Linked DNA regions of Sus scrofa: regions 1 and 3 are each linked to region 2. Evidence: chromatin contacts called from public targeted proximity ligation data. All regions are on one chromosome and are shown on one strand. The core of a region is the stretch at or near the end of the contact, and the rest is flanking DNA. Distances in the headings are between cores, read along the strand shown. Region 1 holds the start of MSH2 (mutS homolog 2). Region 2 holds the start of TTC7A (tetratricopeptide repeat protein 7A). Region 3 holds the start of SOCS5 (suppressor of cytokine signaling 5).

Evidence for each region.
Region 1: a targeted proximity ligation map of alveolar macrophages shows a contact between it and region 2. A contact is called at or near these places in 1 of 5 promoter capture datasets (fetal liver), 2 of 47 Hi-C or Micro-C datasets (embryonic fibroblasts and liver) and 1 of 2 datasets of targeted methods (alveolar macrophages).
Region 3: a contact with region 2 is called in a targeted proximity ligation map of alveolar macrophages. A contact is called at or near these places in 1 of 47 Hi-C or Micro-C datasets (skeletal muscle) and 2 of 2 datasets of targeted methods (alveolar macrophages and skeletal muscle).

Annotation. Positions count from the first base shown.
Region 1 is chr3:93,161,177-93,165,632 of Sscrofa11.1, forward strand. MSH2 (mutS homolog 2) reads right to left here and starts at 2,380. Exons shown (of 16, transcript NM_001195357.1): 1 at 2,136-2,380. The coding sequence starts at 2,346.
Region 2 is chr3:93,590,292-93,594,650 of Sscrofa11.1, forward strand. TTC7A (tetratricopeptide repeat protein 7A) reads right to left here and starts at 1,691. Exons shown (of 20, transcript XM_021087552.1): 1 at 1,180-1,691. The coding sequence starts at 1,363.
Region 3 is chr3:93,852,077-93,856,289 of Sscrofa11.1, forward strand. SOCS5 (suppressor of cytokine signaling 5) reads right to left here and starts at 2,000. Exons shown (of 2, transcript NM_001162890.1): 1 at 1,837-2,000.

The DNA of each region.
Region 1 (4,456 bases), core at 1,130-3,629, 430 kb before region 2:
ATGAATCCGACTAGAACCATGAGAGTGCGGGTTCGATCCCTGGCCTCGCTCAGCAGGTTAAGGATCCGGCGTTGCCGTGAGCTGAGGTGTAGGTTGCAGACGCAGCTCGGATCCTGAGTTGCTGGGGCTCTGGCGTAGGCTGGCGGCTACAGCTCTGATTGGACCCCTAGCCTGGGCACCTGCATATGCCGCGGGAGGGGCCCTAGAAATAGCAAAAAGACAAAAAAAAAAAAAAAAAAAGAGTAGGTACAGGAAATTAAAAGCATATGTTCAAGAAATAACCAAAATGTTCATAAACCAATGAATAAACAAAATATGGTATGTCCATACAATAGAATATTATTTGGCAATAAAAAGAAATGAAGTACTGATTAACACATATGAACCTTGAAAATATTAAGAGTCCCCATTGTAGCTCATCGGTAACAAACCCGATTAGTGTCCAAGAGGACGAGGGTTCAATCCTGGTGCTGCCATGAACCGCGGTGTAGGTCACAAACAAGGCCTGGACCCTGTGTCACTGTGGCTGTGGTATAGGTCAGCAGCTGCAGCTCCAATATGACCCCTAGCCAGGGAACTTCCACAAGTCACAAGAGCAGCCCTTAAAAAAAAAAAAAAAAAAAAAACACAAAAATAAAAACGAAAAAATTAAGTGAAAGAAGTCATTCACAAAAGACCAATATTATAAGCAAATCTAGAGACAGAAAGCAGATTAGTGGTTGCCTGGGTTTAGAAGACAGGTGGAAAAGGGGAATTGACTGCCAATGGATACAGGGTTTCCTTCAGGACTCAAATGAAATTTAGCCTTCATATAATGCCTTTTTTTTTTTTTCTTTTGGCTTTTCTGGCCGCACCCTTGGCATATGGAAGTCCAAAGGCGAGGGGTGTAATGGGAACTACCGCTGCCGGCCGACGCCACAGCCACGCCAGATCCAAGCCACGTCTGCGACCTAGACCACAGTTCACAACACCAGATACTTAAACCGCTGAGCGAGGCCAGGGAACCAAACCTGGATCCTCACGGATACTAATGGGATTCGTTTCCCACTGCACCACAACAGGAACTCCCGCAGTTCCCGTCATGCCCAGTCATGGGCAATCCTGCCTCTATGCCTCTTCAGCAACTTGCTGTGGATCATCCTCCACAGTTCTTGACCTGGAATTGGAATTATTTCTGCCTTGCTCTCCACTAGGGGGAGCTCTGTGAAGGCGGGGATATGGTACTGCCTTTCCATCTAGGTACCCCTGGTGTCCATAACCCTGCCTGATACCGGCAGCACTCAATGAATGTCTACCTAATGAAAGAACATCTTTTGTCAGTAACATCCCATCTGCATGTGGCAGAGGCAGTACTATGTCTTATTCCTCCTAGAATGTTCATTCCATTATCACAACGCAGGCAGGGGAAAAAAAAGATTAACAAAAACATCGAGAACATCTAACTCACAGAGGCTGAGAAGTTTGTAGCTTTCCAGGGAGAGAGATGTTAGAAACATAAGGACGGGTCATGGAAGGCACTGAATGCCGAGAGGAAGCACAGACATACTGGACTAGCCCGAGGCCACACAGCTAGTAAGTGGAGGGGCCGCAACTTGACTCTAGGCAATCTGGCTCCAGGGTCCGAGGTCCTGACCACCTGGCGATACCGCCTATCAACAGCAGACACTACAGAACCCTGCGCTGAAGGGCGGTATAAACCACATTCGCCCAACAAGCAAAATCACGTTGGTGACATAAAACGGTCTTCCCAAACCCCTTCTATTCTAAATCTCACTCCTGGAATGGAATTTGTGATAAAGAGGTTTGGCGGCGGTGTGCGATGAGATTCCCCTGGGCCAAGGAGGGGCCCGGGCCGAGAAGCAGACACCCACGCCAGCTGCAGGAAAATTAAATAGAACAATGTGTTAAAACGCCTCGAAGCCTGGCAACCTAGTGATTGTTATAGTTCCCATTCAGGACAGCTGCAGAGGGGCAGACCCAGGGCAGACGGTGGGTGGCGCCCCACTCGACCAGGAGCAAGCGCAGTGCCCCACGAAGCGCCAAAGTCCCCGCCCCAGTGCCTCCCCACCTCCCACTTCCTGAAAGAAGCCCCCTCCGCGGGGTTCCCCCAGAGCCCATGCGGTCCGCGCCCTCACCTGCCGGCCCCATGAACTTGACCACCCCCTGGGTCTTGAACACCTCCCGGGCAGCTAGGAGTGCGTCCTCGCCGTGCGCGGTGTAGAAGTCGCCCCGGTCGAAAAGGCGCACCGTGGTGGTCGGCTTCTCAGGCATGCCCTGGAAGAAGCGCACGAAGCCGATCTCGGCTGCGCTCTCCAGCTGCAGTGTCTCCTTCGGCTGCACCGCCATTTCGGAATCTCTCTGCCAACAGCCTGAGGGAACTGCACGACCCCGCACCCACTAAGCTGTTTCCCGCCTCCCCTCCCTCGCCCCCCGTGCGGCGTCCAGCCTCTGCGGAGGTACCCAATCAGCATTCAGCGCTGTATTTCGGTGGGTGGGAGTGCGCCGTGACAGCCAATCATAATCGGACGCGGCCCAGCTTCCCGCGCACGCTGGTGACTCTGTCTACTGCGCATGCTTGAGCCTAGGTCGAGCGCCGACCCTGCCAGAAGCCCATCCTTTAAAGAGTTCAGTTCTCCGGGTTTTCTCCGTGCTTGAGCAAGGAACCAGGTGGAGAGATAACTAGATTAGAAGACCAGGTGGGACATTCTGGCAGGTTTTGAATATATTATCTGCCCCGGAAGCAAGAGCATGAAATCAGAAAGAAACTTGAAAACAAGGAAAACCTAGCCTTCCACTCTATCGGTATTTTTTTTAGACCTGTGCCCCTCTCTCCAATCGCGTCCCTTTTCCTTTTCAGGCAAAACTGCCTACATCAATATTAGAGGTTTCTTCTCCACAACCTCCCTACTGCTCCGTACTAGCCTAATTCTCATGTCGTCCGTTCCTTAATTGATTCATTCAATCAAAAACTTAAGACCTACTGTGTTCCAGACTTCTAGGATCTGAGGAAAGAAAAAAGCCACTGCCTTAGTTGAGCTTATATTCTAATGAATGGATTCAGATAATACACTAAGTAAACTTGCAGCAAGTAAACTGTTAGAAGATAACGTGTTTAGGTGAAAAATAAAAATGGATCAGTGTTTTTTGTTGTTGTTCTTTGTTTTTTAATGTTGAACAAAGACTTGGAGATCAGAATATGTCCTGCATAGTAAGCTGCCTTACAAAAGCTATTGCACTCTCCTGTTTGGCTCACCATCCACCCAGAAAAGCAGTCCCCAAACCCTGATTCAGCAGCACAATTACCCTGGGGGCTTTTCAGAGGCGTTCTGGGGCCCCGCCCACATATAATGGGTTGGAATTTTGGAAGATGGGGTCTTGAGATGTTTCAAGAAAGCTCCCTGGACGCTCTGGACCACTGGCCTGTTAAAATTCAAATAGCTTCAGAAGTAGAGGAAGTTTGAACCATTTGACTGCTGACTATATTTCCCACTCCCTGCAGTGCCCCCTGTTCTTACCCCAACTCTTTGATCTGGAGCAATCATCTTCCTTCCCTTTCAACACATGTGGCTCCAACACAGACTTGTCCCTCTGCTCTGGAAGGGCCCTGCCCTGCAGTCCCCCAGGTGTAATTGGTTCTGTTACCTTCTGGAGTACCATTGTAGTTACATCTCTATTATAATATTTGCAGCATTGGTTTAGACATATCTGTTCGCCTATCTCTCTTACTAAACACCTGGAAAGAGCATAGATGAGTATGTTCATTTATATTAATGGCTAATGTTCGTTAGCACTTATTGACTATTTTTACATGTGCTTACTGTTTTATTAATCTGCACAACTCTAAATGTTGGGAGCTATTGTTACTCTTATTTTACAATGAGGAAATTGAAACCTGGAGATGTGAAGTGGCTTGCCCAAGGTCACAGAGCTAATGGTAAGTGATAGAGCTAGAGTTCCAGACTCTGTAAGCTTAACCATCTGTGCACCAGAGGGCCTGGCACGTATTAGGTGCACAGGAAATGTTTGTAAATGAATGAGTTCTGCATCAAAATAACCACTTTTTTTTTTTTTTTTGGTCTCTCCGCAGTATATGGAGTTCCCCAGCTAGGGGTCAGATCTGATCTGCAGTTGCGACCTACACTACAGCTGTGGCAATGCCAGCTCTTAACCCACTGTGCCAGGCTGGGGATTGAACCTGAATCGAAGTGCTCCAGAGGAGATGTCACCAATCCAGTTGCGCCACAGTGGGAACTCCACAATAACCACTTCTATGTAATAACGTGGCCTTGAGTGTCAGTGCATCTGTCCCCTTTCCTGTTTCACATGCCTGTTTGTTTTTCTTTTTGCTCCATTTCTGGTGATGGTTCAGGGGAAATACCTTCACAAAGGGAAATTTATGCCCTCCTTTTAGGCAGAGGCAAGAGAGCTTTTTCTCCATCTGTTGACTCAGATGCCT
Region 2 (4,359 bases), core at 441-2,940:
AACCCCCTGATCAAGGCCAGGGATCGAACGCGAATTCTCATGAATAGCAGTCAGATTTGTTTTTGCTGTGCCACAACGGGAACTCCCTCAAGCTCGGATTTTCAGAGGTAACAGCGCAAGTTATTAAAAGGATGTACTCATTGTACAACTACAAATGTAATAAATTCATTGAGGAAAAAAAAGAAAAAAAGGATGTACTCAGAAACCTGGGTTCAAATTGTGGTTCCACCACTTAATAGCTGAATGATCAAGTTATGTAAGTTCTCTGTGCCTCAGTTTCCTTATCTGCAAGTGGCAAAAAAAGAGTACCTGCTTCTTCGGGTTGTTGGGGAGAAATTAAAGGGCTGAGTACAGTGCTTAGGACACTGACATACAGTGCTAGCTAAGCGCCTTCCACAGGCTGGGTGGTCTTTAAAACTCTTTATATCTGTATTAACTCCCTGCCGTCTTCTATCAAGGCTCTGAAGTGGCTGTGCCAAAGAGAGGGTTCAGGGATGGCTCTCCAGGCTGAGCTCAAGGCACCAGGAACAAGATTTGAGGTTGGAGACTGGGGCGGGGTGTTCCCCCTCTGCCACATCAGGGTGCTTTCCCGCCCCAGCGCTAGAGCCCAGCCTGCCAAAACAGCCTACTGCTAAAGCCACCGACTGCCAGGCCTAGATGGCTCGCGAGTTGGAAGAGAGAAGAGGAAACTGAGGCTTACCAGGCCTCTTTCCCGCTTTTCCACCACCCCACCCTGGCGCTGGTCAAGCCCCTAGCCATACAGAGCTTCGCCGTCAATTTGACTCGGGGAAAGGAGGAGAGGGCAAGGAGCGACAGCCTACACCTGATAGTTCAGAACCAGAATGCGGGTTGGAGGAGCGGCGCAAAAGCCTAGCCCATGCCGTGATCTGATACGTGCCAACACCACCATTTCACAGTAGTCGGAGTAGCCCACAACGATCCGAGAGGGCAGAACGCAAAAGCCGTTTACTTCTTTCCTCCCAAACTCCCTGCACGTGAGTTTTCTTCTGGGGCAGAAGTACCTTCCTAACGACTCTGGCTGCTGCTAAGAGAGGCACTGAAGGAAGGGTAATACCGAAAGCAGCCATCGCCGGCCCCAGGCAGTCGGGGCCGCTTCCTGGAGGAGGCGGCGCATTTCGCGCGCTCCGCGTCTGTGAACCAGCCCCTTCCCTCACTCACCGGTGTCCAGAGAGGTGAACGTGGCGTTCGGGCTGGCTCGCCGGCCGCCTCCGCCGCCGGGCACGACTAGCGTCTGCATCTGCCGGACCAGCTCAGGCATGCGGTCCCAATGGCCTTCGGCGCGGCAGCGCTCCAGCTCGCTCTCCATCTTCAGGTGGGAGCTGTGCGGGCCCTTCGCAGCCATCTTCGAGCGGGTGCTGTCATGGGAGGTGCAGCCGAGAAGTGGAGACCCGGCCGGGGGCGGCGTCCGGGCTGGGGCGCACACGCGGGCGGTGTCGACGGGGGCGCGAGGGGCTGCTGGGGCCCAGGTGGCAGCGGGGGCCCGGGCGGCGCGGGCGGGCAGCAGCCGCAGCACCCAGCGCACCGCCCGGCGTCTCCGGACTGGGGCTCCGGCTGTGCGGCCCCGCGCGTCCAGGAGCAGCCTCCGCCTTTGCTGCAGCAGCTCCTGCCGCCTCTGCCGCCGCCGCCGCTGCAGCTGCTGCCACAGCCCCGCCCCAGGCCCGGGCGCCGCCAGCTGCAGACCCGCCCCCGGCCGCGGCTCCACCCCCGAGGGGGCGTGGCGCGGCCTCGGCGAGACGGGCGCGCGGGCGGCCAACGCGGCCACAGCCGCCAGGCGCGCGCTGGGCGCTCGCGGCCGCACGGGCGCCAACCCCCTGCTGCCGCCGCCACCGCCGACTCGCCACTCACTTTAATGCTGCGCGGAGCAGGGGCACCTGGGGGCGCCTTGCTTCCTTCCCCCTCCCCATCCCTTCGGGGCTCTTGGCCTGGGAGACCCCCGCCCCGACGACCCAGCTTTGTGCGGTGACTCCGTCACCGGGTCTGTCTTCGGCACGTCACAAATCCGGAGAGAGGCGGGCCGCCCAGTCGCTCCCAACTCTGAAAGCGAGCCTCCCCGGGGGGCCGCCGGCAGCGGCCCGGGTCCCGCCTTGCTGGGCCGCGCGAGCCTCGCGCGCCACCCCGGGGGCACTCGGGAGAGCGGTTGCCTGCCCGCGACTCCACACGGAGAGACTTGTACGTTCCTTTAAGAGCCGAGTTCCTCTTTCCAACCTGTCTCCCCCCACCCCAACTGGCTGGCCTGTCCTCCGCAGAATCCTGTTGTCCTGGATTTCTTAAAGTTTTTAAACTGTTTCTCCAACTCTGTATTTACTTTATTTCTTAATTCCGGCGTCTAAAGACTGTGATCAAAGCTGTATCGAGCTCTTAGCAGGGCTTAGCCGGGTGCTGTGGGTACTAAGGAGTTCAAAGGATTACTGGGCGGCCTGGAAGGAAGAGGCCGACGGACACCCTCTGCTGAGATCGGTTATGGTGGCCCAGCGACCGCTGCTGACAGTCCCGTGTGGGGAGGGAGGCCGTGGCACAGGAAATCACGGCAATACCAAAACGACAAAATAAAACTCTTTAACAGAGTGCAAGGCACAGACCGAAGGTTCCAGAAGGCGGGAGAATCCGAGCAAGCTTTTAAGCTTTTAAAACTTAAGTTTTAAGTTTAAACCCCTAAGAGTTAGAAAGTGTCCACCTTTTTCCCCAACACTACCTAACACAACCTTGGGAGTGAGCCTGACCATTCGCAGTGTTATGAGAGACTCACTGCTTTGTGCTTCTCGACGACTCCAACCATGGGCGATTCTTGTCAAGGGAAGCTCAGACTCCCACGCCCTTTGCCTCTGGAGCCACAAGGGCTGCTGTTGAAGGCAGCCGTCCTGCCCTGCCTCACCCCTGACTCCCTCCACGAGTACTCTCTTCTCTGGGCTCTGAAAGAAACTCCATTCCTTACTTGGGGGGCAGAAGTGCTCAGTTGCCTGCTGCTCTGAGCACCTGGAGACCAGGAGAGAGAGGAAGGAAAATGAGGACAGCTCTGGCGGTTGACTTAGTTTGCACAAACTCCACGCCTGTTCCTCTCAACTGCTCTAGCTGGCTTTTGGTTACCCTTTGGCTGCCCTTGTTGGTCACCAGAACTGGATTTCACTTGGAGAGAGCAATGCATGTCCTTTGGGGAGGGTGGCCTGAGGACACCCTGCGATTTGCCCTAGTCAGGCATTCCCCAGAGGCAGCCCCAGGGCAGGCAAAGAAAAGCAGAGTTGATAAGAGCAATCCTGACAATGTAAAGGAAAACGTCTCTCCTCTTTCTCTCTGATCTTTTGCCAGCCCCACCCCCAGGTTGCCAGACTCCAGGGGACTGACTGCAGGAACTGCTGCCTGTTTCTTTGACAGGTGCAGCAGTATTTGTGTGAGCATGGGGCGTGGGATGGAGGAACAGAGAATGGTGGTGAAGGCTTAGGACCAGCTGCCCCTCAGCACAGCGGAACACATGCTGGACCCCTGCCCAGCTCTTTTCTGGCAGACAAGACCCCAGTCCACTAGGGACCAGTATCTTTCAGGGGAATAAGAGACTGTAGAACAAGAACAAAAAACAACCATGATTGAATCAATAATATTTACCAAAATTAACAACAAATAGAAAGAGTGGTGGGTTTTTTTTGTTTGTGAGTTTGTTTTTTAAAGGGCCAAACCTGCAGCACATGGAAGTTCCCAGGCTAGGGATCTGTTCAGAGCTGCAGCTGCCCACCTACACCACAGGTCTTGGCAAGACTAGATCCTTAAGCCACTGAGCAAGGCCAGGGATTGAACCCAGTCCTTATAGATACTAGTCAGGTTTGTTTCCCCCTAGCCACAATGGGAACTCCTGTTTTTATTTTTTAATAATCTGGACTCTCTCAAATAAGAATTTAGGGCAAATTCTGATAAAGAAGACTTCCTGAGAACCAAACTAGTATCCATGAGGACTCCAGTTCGATCCCTGGCCTCATCCAGTGGGTAAAGGATCTGGCATTGCCATGAGCTGTGGTATAGGTCGCAGATGCGGCTCAGATCTGGCATGGCTGTGGCTGTGACTGTGGCTATGGTGTAGGTCAGCAGCTACAGCTCCGATTGGCCCCCCTAGCCTGGGAACTTCCATGTGCCACAGGTGCAGCCCTGAAAAAGAAGGAGAAAAAAAAAATTGTGATAAAGACCGTTGTCATTTGCCAGCTCAAAAATCGCTGCCAAAATAATTCACTGATCCAGCGAAGCTGAGTTCACTCCTTGCCAGAGTGAGGGGGTGCACTGCCTTGACAGTCTTTATAGCATCTCAGAGAAAGTAGGGAAGCTTGAAGGAGGTAAATGGACCTGCTGAGAAATGTG
Region 3 (4,213 bases), core at 750-3,249, 260 kb after region 2:
TTCCGGACCACTGGTTTGCCACAGATGAGCCCCAAGGTGAATAATGTAGAAGCTATTATAATGTTAAAAGGTGTTAGGTTTCAATATTTTAGGCTACTGTTTTGTGTGCCAGTACATTCTCCCTAAGGACGAACAGTAAAATTCAAGGACAATAGGGAGAAAAAAAAATGTAATTACCCATTTCTTCAGTAACTAAGAGGTGGCGACTGCAAATATCAACACCTTTTTGCAGAAATGTTTTCTCTGACTGACAATTACAATTTACACCAAAGGGAAAATACGATCTACAAAATTTTCTTCTATATGTTTAAGTAGTCCCTAAAAACACACCTCATTTTTCATTTTGTAAATGTCAGGAATTAGTAAGATAACATATATATGATTAAGAAAATATTAAAAAGATTAAAGATCAAGCTGTACAATTCTCAGCTTCCTCTTCTCAGTGACATGAAGAACCTCCACCGGCTGCCACAGAGGTGGATTCTGTAGACTGCCACTGCCTAACCCAGGTATGCATTTTTTACGTTCTTAACCCACTCTCAAGAGTGTTATGCAAGTTCAGGATATTAAAATTAAACTAAACATCTGACATTAAGATTCCCAACTGTTAGAACACTCAACCTGATCTTCACATTGCCTTCTAGAGCTGCTAACTAACCAACATCTTCCCACTTCAACGCTTAAAAGTTAAAATATGTTAAACTATAGAATTTGTGGTTCAATTTTGCATGACCTTGTAAAGAAACAATGAAAAGCAAGGAGAGAAAGCATTCGAATTACCTATTAATCTTGCAGAATAAAAGTCAGTAGCAAAGTGTAATAGTACAGTCCAGCCAAAATGCTACGTTGGGAGGAAGTAAGCCATTGCAATGGATGGAGAAACCTGAAGAAAGGATCTTCTCAGATGGAGAAGCTGCTACAAGAATTTCAAGGAGCAGTTTGAGAAATTCCAGCAAAACTAATAACTGGTAAAACACCACCGAACACATACATATATTTTAAAATAAAAGATAACGTCCAAGGTCCACCTTTTTGTTGGAATACCAAAAGAAAATGTGATCTCGACTCCAATCCCCCTGCCTTTCAAAGTTCAGAACCAAGCCAAGATGTGTACTTAAAACTGTTTCTGAGCATCCTTCTTTAAAAGCAACTCCCTCTCCAGCAAGTCACTTCCCTCTGGCTACTTGAACGTCCAAATCCCAGCACCAAAGAATCTTAGGGCCCCAAGGAGTTGCAGAGGGGTCTTTCAGTGCCCGCCTGAGCATCCCTTCCCACCTCCCGTTAAACTCCGGAGGTGCTCCAGTCACTTTCCCCATCCAAGCTCCCCAGTTCTCTGGCTCACCTCCCGGTGGACCTCTCTTCTCGTCGACCTTGAGGACCCCGGGATCGGAGCTTTAGAGCCCCAAATGACTTGGCCGGTAACCCCTAGCCTGCGGCGCGCGCAAATGCCCCAGTCTCCGGTGACCTCCCCTCGATTCACCGCGACCCGTATCACGAACGCCCTCCGACTAGCTCGGAGCAACCCCCTTTCCCTTAAGCGACCTATGTTCCTCCAACCAGAAAAACAATTCCACGAAATGCATCGAGAACCTACTAAGTGCAAGCTCCCACTATGCGCCGCAGGGTCTGCACCGGGCTCCCGGCCCGGGTTTGCGGTCCCCCGCCCGTCGTCCTCTTGCCTGCCAGAGGGCCGGCGCTGCCTCCACCCGGGGTGGAGGCGCCGGCCGGAGGCGGACTGCGCCGGGCGCGGGCACCGGGGCCGGAGAGGCGGCCGCTAACGGAGGCGCGAGGGTCCGGGAAGCGCACACCGGCCGGGCTGGCCACGGAGACACTTACCGGTCGGGGCGCGCAGAGCGGCCTCATCCAGGGGCACCTGCGGCCAGGCAGGACGGGCCCGGACGGCGCAGTCACCGAGAGGGCGAGTCTGCCCGCCTGCCGTCCCGTCCCGCTCCCTCCGACTGCCCGTGCGAGCGCAGTCTTGCTTCCTCCGGACGGAGTCCGGGGACCCCAGCTCCGCCGGATGCCCCCGCCAGGCCCCCACCCCTTTCCCCGGCCGCCTCCCCCTCTTCACCCTTTTCCCCTCCCCCCTCCCCGCGCCCCCACCAGAATGGAAAATACCTCCCCGGGCGGGGGGCGGCGGGGGCACGCCTCTCTGAAGGGCAGCCTACCGTGACCAATAGCAGGCGGGGCTCTGGAGGGGCGGGATTCTTAGTGGCCAATCCGAAGGCGTGTAGGTGAAGGCCGAAGTAGGGAGGCAGGGAGCGAGAGGGGGGCGGCCCGGGAGTCAGGGAGGTCCGGCCGCTCGGGTGCGCGCTGTGCGCGGCTGCCATTTTGGAGTCGGGCAGCTGCGACGGCGGCCGGTCCGGCCCGGGGAAAGAGAGGAGCCAGTCAGGTGGGAGAGAGGCTGTCACGTGGGTTTGAGGGGCGGTCTGCGGCCTGAGGGGAGGGGTCAGCGGCGGCGAGTCACGGGGGCTGAAGAGGGTCACGTGGTCAGAGAACGGCCATCAGTGGGCTTGGGGGCGGAAGGTCAGCCTTGAGGTGGAAGAAGGAGGAAAGCTTTGTCCCTGGTTTCTCTCTGTTAGGGAAAAGGAAAAGAAAAATGTTGCATGGAGGACGGGAGTGCCGGCTCGGAAAATGTGAATGAGCCTTCCCGTTAGTAAATGCAAAGATCCACGGGAACCTGGGCACTTAGTTTAATTCAAGCATTCCCATCCCCACGCCCGGCTGTCAAAAACGTGACTCATATAAGGATGGAGGGGGTTCGTCTCCCATTTTTTGCCTGTACTTTATATGGAAGGGCCCCCGCCCTAGAAATGGCTGAAAGGATAAAAGCGTAGTTGAGGCATTGTGACGCCTCCAGGACAGGCCATCTGGCCTTATAGAAACCTCTTCTTCATTCACAAACTTAACAGGCACTTCTGTGTTAAGACATTACCGTGATCGTATTCCGACGCCTCCAAATTAAAAAAAAAAACCAAAAAAAAAAAAACTTGACCATCTAGCTCTCATCTTTATTTCAATTCATGCTTCCAGGATAGGCTAAATTATATTCCTTACTAATCCACTGAAAATGCACCTCTTAAGGCAACCAGTGGCGTCATATAATCGAGTTCAAGAGTCACTTTTTGGTTCTTACATGATCTCTTTTGCAGTAGATTCTACGGACTACATCCTTATTGAATCTTTTTCCTCCCCAAGGCACTCCTCACTCCAGTTTCCCTGAAACCGTACATAAACCTTTAGATGATCTTTCTCTTCAATTAACCTTTCTAAATTTATTCTCTATTGGCTCTTGAAGAGAGTCCCAGGATCTGATCCTTAGTCCTCTTCTCAGAAGGTACATGGTCATTCTACTGCACACAGGGTGGTCTAGCCATTTTGATGGCTGAGTGTATGCAGATGAGGTCCCAATCTGCATACATAGTCTCCTCTTGAACCTAATCAGGACGTACCCAAACTGGAACTCAAATACCCTAAGAGGTCCACAAACTTGCTCCTTCCCATCTGTCCCTTATCTTCTTTGATAATATCACCATCCATTCCCTTAGCCAAACCAGAACCTGAGTGATCCTCTAGGCTACTGTCACTGCTGCAACACTTCCCTACCCTTTCAAACTTTGTCATGCCGATTATATTTACCCTTTGTCTCAATTTCTACAGCCACTGCCTCACCTGGGCCGTTTATTCATTTACCCAGTATTTACTAAGCATTTTACAACATGCCAGGATTGTTTGAGTTGCTCAGGATGTAGTGGTGAAGCAAACTGACAAGGTTCCTGAATAGGGTGAGACAAAATGTATATGAGGAAAGTAGCAAATAAATAATTCGGGGGTGATAAGCACTATGAATATCTCTCCCCCAGAAAAACAGGAAAACCTGTAAAAAAACCTCCCCAAATCGCTGCACAGCTCGTCACCTCAATCTCCCTCCTGCCTCCCCAACCTGCTCAACACTTTCTCAGCCTTTCTTCTTATTCTCAAAGAAAAGATGACCCTGATCCTTTCATCTGGAGTGATTTTATTTCTTGTCATCTGCTAGGACTTTCCTCTATCTTTATGTTACAGCTGCCTCAATACAGAGCCCCCGACTAGGAGATTAGCTATTCTGTCAGAGATGACGGACTAGAGATAAACTACTTTGAGGTCAGAGGGGATGGACCTGAGATCCCCAGCATCTTTGCACCTCCGCAATGCCTTGGCTTGGATTAGGTGC